Linked DNA regions of Mus musculus: region 2 is linked to region 1. A link is a contact called in public HiChIP or PLAC-seq data. All regions are on one chromosome and are shown on one strand. The core of a region is the stretch at or near the end of the contact, and the rest is flanking DNA. Distances in the headings are between cores, read along the strand shown. Region 1 has its middle 23 kb from the start of Gm35104. Region 2 has its middle 4.8 kb from the start of Gm40271.

Region 1 (3,134 bases), core at 262-2,761:
TGGGTGGGGCTAGCTTGCTCCTTGGGGGTCTTTCAACCTTTGCAGTCTAGTCTTTGGTTTCACAGTGGTCCCTATTCTACAGAAGAAAACACGAGAGGGGCCAAGATTCTGTGTTTCTGCGTCCTTTGGGGTTAATTCCATTGTGCTGTTAATGGAAGAGAGAAAACACCTGCATTTCCCAGAGTCAGGGGCTCCCAACCCCCAAGCTTACCTGGGCCATTTGGCCGTCCTTTGAAGAGTATTACCACATCTGCTTTGTTTGTTTGTTTTGTTTTGTTTTGTTTTGTTGTTTTGTTTTTCAAGACAGGGTTTCTCTGTGTAACTGTCCTGGCTGTCCTGGAACTCACTTTGTAGAACAGGCTGGCCTCTGCTTCCAAAGTGCTGGATTAAAGGCATGAGACACCACCACTCAGCTACTATGCGTGTTTTTAAGGCAAGAATATCTGCCCAGGGTGACTCAGTGTATGATCCTACACACACACGGTAGTTAAGAAGCCAAGCTGACTTCTAGCCTCTCTGCTCTATCCTCCGGCTCCACCTCCCCTCCCTCCACAGGACGCGGCTTCTAAGCCTCTATTGATTTTGCAAATGGTGATTATTAGAACTTCCGGGGAAAATGTTCTCTTTTCAGAAAAGCTTTAGCCAATGACATTTCCACTCGTAAACCTTTTTCCCTGAGGGATCACAGGCCCCTTTCCGCAGCTTGGCAAAGGAAAGAGAACTGGGCAGCCCCTGACCTAGCTCCCGCTGCGGCAAGGCGGCCGCCTCCCAGCTAGCCACAGATTTCGGGGCGGCAGCAGCGCAGCTGTTTCCAGCCAAGGTGAGGACTTCATCCTTAATGCTGTCGTTTACAAGTCAATAAAGCCAGGATGGAACACCATTTCCTCTGCTGGTCCCACCTCTCTGGGCTCTGTTGTTTCATGCTTGTAGTCAGGGTGCCGAGAGCCCGGTCCCTGGGAACTTATTTCGCCCTAATGGCTTTGCTCCCACCATCCACCCACCCCCACCCCCACCCCAAGCCGCCTCGCCATAAAGCAAGCCCTATCCCTTCAGAAGGCAGAGTTCAAAGCTCTGACGCCCCAGGACCCTAAACTGTCAGCCTCTCCCTGCTTTATGGCTCCTGCCAGCAGGGTGTTATCTTTGCAAGGAGATAAAGGCATAGGCTGGAGGTTGGGGCTGAAAATGGAGGCCCCCTGGACTGGGGCTCATCCACCCTGCCCTTCAAGGGCTATTAAATGAGCTGATGGAGAGATGGCCTTTTTCAACCCTACAGTGCTGACAATCCTCCTAGGTGCTGGGTGTTTCCAGATCAGACCTGCCGGGGCCTCACCTCCTCTGAAGGGCAGGGAAGTCCTCTGCACTGCCGGGTGTTCTTAGCAGCGAGGTGAAGCTCCCCCAGGCCTAGGTGATAATGAGGTGAGAGAAGATGCAGGTTTAATGGCACTCGGCCCGCTGGAAGGCAGAGCCAACCCAAGGTCACAGCAGCCCAGCAGCGACAGAGCAAGGTCAGGACCCCGCCCAGTCAACCATCTGTTGCCGAAACAGTGCAGAGCGCCGTGGTATGCTGGAGGTGTGCTAGGTACTGAGGGTTTACGAGGCTGAGACCCGGTGGATATTCTCTGGCAGTGGTAGAGGCCTAACTTTACAAACATGAGGATGTAAGAAAGCTAGCCTGACACAGAGCAAAGTGCCCTCAGTAAGTCTGTGGTGTCATGTCCAACTCCTGCCAGTTGCATTCATAAGATTCAAGCTACAGGCTTTCCACTCCCTCTCTGTAATGAGCAGAGTAAAAAAAATGTCTTTTAGACATGTAGAAATAGTCTGGGTCCCCACTACTCCTAAGGCTGCACCTGATTCCCATAACTCAGCGACATCACTCACTCAGACACAGTCCTAGAACCCACGACACCCACTGGACAGGAAATATGTAAACAGAGACCAAGAGCAATGCTCTGCTCTGTACCTCTGGAGAGGTGCCAGCTTGACCTGCCCTGAGGCTAGTCAATCTCTCCAGGATTGTGGTCCTCGAATCGAATCAGAGACTACTATTAGAGACAGAACCTGACCTTCAGCCAAGATCTGTCACACAGGTGAGCAGGCGTGGAGAGGTAAGCTTAGGACTGTAGTTAGGAATTTAGTGTGAACATTGTGTGATGACCCTCAGCGTAATAAAATATAACTTTTGCTATACTAACTACTGGTATCTACCTTCTTTTTTTTTAAAAGATTTTTATTTATTTATTTATTTTATATATATGATGAGTACACTGTAGCTGTCTTCAGACACACCAGAAGAGGACATCGGATCCCATTACAGATGGTTGTGAGCCATCATGTGGTTGCTGGGATTTGAACTCAGGACCTCTGGAAGAGCACTTGGTGCTCTTAACAGCTGAGCCATCTCTCCAGCCCCTGGTAGCTACCTTCTTGTTGACAACACTATAAAGGCTTGTGCCCAAACCTGAGGTGTCCTACACACAGTTTTCTCTCAAGAAGCTCAGTAGTGTGAAGGTCACCAACTCCTCACCCAGACCATCCAGAAAAGGGCAGCTTCTTGGAACCCTGAAGTAGCCAGAGAAGAGGAAGGCAGAAGGCATAGCAGGAATGACTGCCTTATGTATGCCAGGGTAAAAACTTCCACAAGAACCTGGTACATCTCACAGCCCAACACATAATTAATATGTAACTGATGTGTTTATAAAAAGATAAAGAAAAAAATTGTTCTATGGATGTGTGGTGAGGTATGGGGCAAGGGGATGTCTCAGTGGGCCCATGGCAAGGCATCCCTCCCCCCTGAGGGACCAACCACACACGGTGGTATAGTATAGACTAGAGTTTATTCGGGGCATGGGGAAGGGAGTCAAGACGGTAGTAGAGGCAGAGAAAAGCAGAGATGGGGGGAGAGTAAGGAAGTAGAGGCTGGCCATGAACACGTGGGGAGAGGAGGAAGAGACGGGGGAGGGAAGAGCCCAGGAGGGCAAGAGAGAAGCAAGGGAGCAAGAGAACAAGAGAGAGAGAGAGGAGGGGGGCAAGCAGCCCCTTTTATAATGGGTCAGGCCTACCAGGCTGTTGCCAGGTAACTTTGGAGTATAGTTTAGACAGAATGCTAACAGTAATGTGGTGGTTTGAATATG
Region 2 (3,134 bases), core at 458-2,957, 120 kb after region 1:
TGCAACAGGTGCCACTACCCAAGGACCTCATTGATTCTTTCCTCGAATGCCCCTCCCTAGATCACATAGGCCACACATCTTAAAGTTTGAAGGGAAGCTGAGATTCAATCAGGGGCAGAATATGGCCGGAAATAGGCTTAAATGTGGACAGAGTGGCTGACCTTGGCATGGTGGGACACTCAGTGAGTACCACCAGTGCTTTCAAGATATATCAATGTGACCTAATTGTTGCTTGCTCTCAGGTTTATAACCAACCCAAATTTCTTTCTTTTTTTTTTTTTTTTTTTTTTTTTTTCCGAGACAGGGTTCATGGTTTCTCTGTGTAGCCCTGGCTGTCCTGGATCTCACGCTGTAGACCAGGCTGACCTCGAACACAGAAATCCGCCTGCCTCTGCCTCCCAAATGCTGGGATTAAAAGGCGTGCGCCACCACTGCCTGGCGCCAACTGAAATTTCTAAGGAAAAACATTTCACAAGGTCAGGTACTATGAAGCTTCACTGTGCACACACAGTAGAGGGTCATAGGCTCTCAGGAAGCTACAGATCTACTGCTGGGACAAACAGGTCCCAGAAGTCCCCAAGGGTCCCAGGCTGGCAGAATCATCAGGAGGGATGACGGAAGTTAGCCTATGGTTCCAAGACTCTGATACCAGGATCTGGGAACTAGACCTCAGTAAGAGGCTGTGGGGACATTCCCAAGAAGGACTGTCGTTAGCCTCCTAAAGGGGGTCCATCTTTCTCTCTTATATGCATAGACACAGATGGAGACATAAGTAGATATACACACAGGGAGAAACACACACACACAAGCACACTGACACATACACACATACAAAGATACACACAGGAACATGGACACACACAGATGGAGGGAGACACACAGAACTAGTGACATTTACACAGATGGGAGACTGACACCCACCAGAACACCAAACCACAAACGGAGACACACACAATCACAGACGTACATATGGACATACAGACACAGAGAACAGAGGCCTTCACGGAAAAAAAAAAAAAACAAAAACTGATGGGGAGAGAAGGAGAGGCTGAGAAGAAGGAAGGAAGGAGGAGAAAGAGAAGCAGAGGGAAAGAATGCAGAGCTCAAAAGGGCCACACAGGAGAGCCCACCCAGGCCTCTGAGGGCAGATGGGGTGTAGACACAACCCTGCCCTCCCTCTGCCTGTTATTTCAAAGGACTACATCCTTCAGGTCCCTCCCACTTGGCAGCTCCTAATTTAAGCCTGTGAAGGTGTTAGATTGGATAATTCCACTATGGGGACCAGAGGAGACTGCCAGGGGTAAAATGACCAGGTGGAATACACTAGGACTAGGGCACATTGAGAAGAGTATTAAACAGCATGGCAGGAAGGGGGAAAGAGACTTCGGAGAGGGCTTCTCTGGGGCCCCTGAACAAGTGCCTGCAACCCTGCCTGGAGGCTGGGAGCGCTGGCAGACCTAGGCGGCGGCGGCGGCAGCAGCAGCCGCTGGCCAGCCTGGTTTCCCTCAGCTACAGACAGCCTGGCTCCAGGCCCACCTCCCGGTGCCCTGGGCCTGACATCTTCTGGGCAGAGCCACGGTGCCCCAGGAGCCATGTGGATGGTGTTAGTAAACACGCTTTCTTGCGCCCAGCCTGGCAAGGCCTGTGGGCAGCGGGAGGGCGTAGAGCTGGCAGCTCCCACGGCTGGGCAGGAGGACGGGAGGGTGGACCGGCGGGCAGACGGGCGGGCAGGCCGCCCTGCACAGCCAAGCCAAGGCCCAGAATGGAGCAGCTGCTCCTGTCACCATGGAGACGGAACTGAACAATGAGCAGCCAGAGATGCAGCATGGCTGCCTGGCACCGCGGCCACACTCCCGCCAGGCCCTCACACCTACACACAGGAGCTCATGCACTCACCCTCATGTGCGCCTGCATGCATGGACGTACGTGCACATATGCGCACACACGCATGCAGAGTTCCAGGAAGGAGAAAGAAATAGAGAAACCGGGTAAGGACAGTAGAATCTATAGAAAAGGAAGGAGAATGTGAGATGAGGTTCACAGCCTTACAGTTGCAAAGTTGAGCAGAAAAAAAAAAAAAAATCTCACCCTTTGATTCTGGCTAAAAATACCTTAAAAAAAAAAAAGGCAGCTTTGCAGAGGGTCATGTGGTGCCCTGGATTCTTGTGTAACAGGAGAGCTGAAGGGGTTCTAATTAGCAAAAGGCATCTTGAGTCCCATCCCCTTCCCCCTTGACGCGGGTTGCTGAGAGACCCTCACAAAGCTGTTAGTCCCCAGGAAATGAGGATACATTGTTAAAAATGAGCCTAAATCCCAGGTGATTCCTCTCTCCAAGACAATGCAGAGAGGAGGCTGGCTGGCTCAGCCACGGGCTGGAGAGGAGTCGGAGAAAGGCCCCCGTCCAAGTCCTTTAAGAAAAAGTAACCAGTGGCATCCGGGCAGGGAAGGTGGGTGGGCATCAGCTTGTAGTGCACAGGGGCACCTTCTGGGCAAGTTCCCCTTCTGTGAACTGGTGAACTCTTAGCCCCAGCAGCTCCTAGATCCCCAGATATTACCTGCTCCTGCCACTCAGAGGAGCATACAGAAGTTTATGAACACTGAGGAAACAGACAGGATTACCATGAGTTCAAGCCAGGTGTTGGTTACAAAGTGAGACCTTGTCTCAAAAAGCACAAAAGAAGGCAAAGAAAGAAAAGAAAGGGGGAGGGGGTTGGAAAGAAGGGAGGAGGCAGGAAAAAGGGAGGGGAAGGAAGAGGAGAGGAGAGGAGAAGGAAGAGGAAAGGGGAGGGGAGGCCAGCCGATATAGGTATAGACAGACATCTCCCTAACTATCCCTTCCAGCCTGGTATCTGGAAACTCAGTCTGCTCTTCTCAGCATCTCTGTCCAGGGGCTGACAGACGCTGTATTTCAGCATTATCTTAAGCTTCCAACAGGCTACTTATTTTTTCCTGGCTTCACCTATTTCTCTTCTTCCTTCTGGGCAGGTGAATGCTGTGTGAAGATAGCTATCCTGGAGGCCTGCTGGATTCCTTTAGTGGAAAATAGGAAGACTTACCAGTTGACCTGGCGCTACTGTCTACACCGACTTCCAGTTCAGAAAAAGCAAATTCTCAGAAGACTCTCAGGAAGTAGT

Evidence for each region. HiChIP or PLAC-seq counts read pairs in DNA pulled down with a chosen protein or histone mark.
Region 2: an H3K27ac HiChIP or PLAC-seq map of embryonic stem cells shows a contact between it and region 1, with 48 read pairs. The contact joins two enhancer-like sites. A contact is called at or near these places in 4 of 39 promoter capture datasets (cranial neural crest, embryonic stem cells and liver), 10 of 484 Hi-C or Micro-C datasets (embryonic stem cells, liver and nephron progenitors) and 15 of 115 datasets of contacts at active chromatin or transcription factors (craniofacial prominence, double positive thymocytes, embryonic basal ganglia and 6 more).

Annotation. Positions count from the first base shown.
Region 1 is chr12:12,787,265-12,790,398 of GRCm38.p6, forward strand. No RefSeq gene overlaps it. Among named protein-coding and RNA genes, the nearest start is that of Gm35104, 23 kb to the left of the region's middle. Within about 2 kb of position 1,512, at least 66 of the 459 cell types and tissues checked have an H3K27ac peak or open chromatin away from gene starts, as enhancers often do. A contact at or near this core is called in embryonic stem cells, where this site is marked.
Region 2 is chr12:12,903,079-12,906,212 of GRCm38.p6, forward strand. No RefSeq gene overlaps it. Among named protein-coding and RNA genes, the nearest start is that of Gm40271, 4.8 kb to the right of the region's middle. Within about 2 kb of position 1,708, at least 141 of the 459 cell types and tissues checked have an H3K27ac peak or open chromatin away from gene starts, as enhancers often do. A contact at or near this core is called in embryonic stem cells, where this site is marked.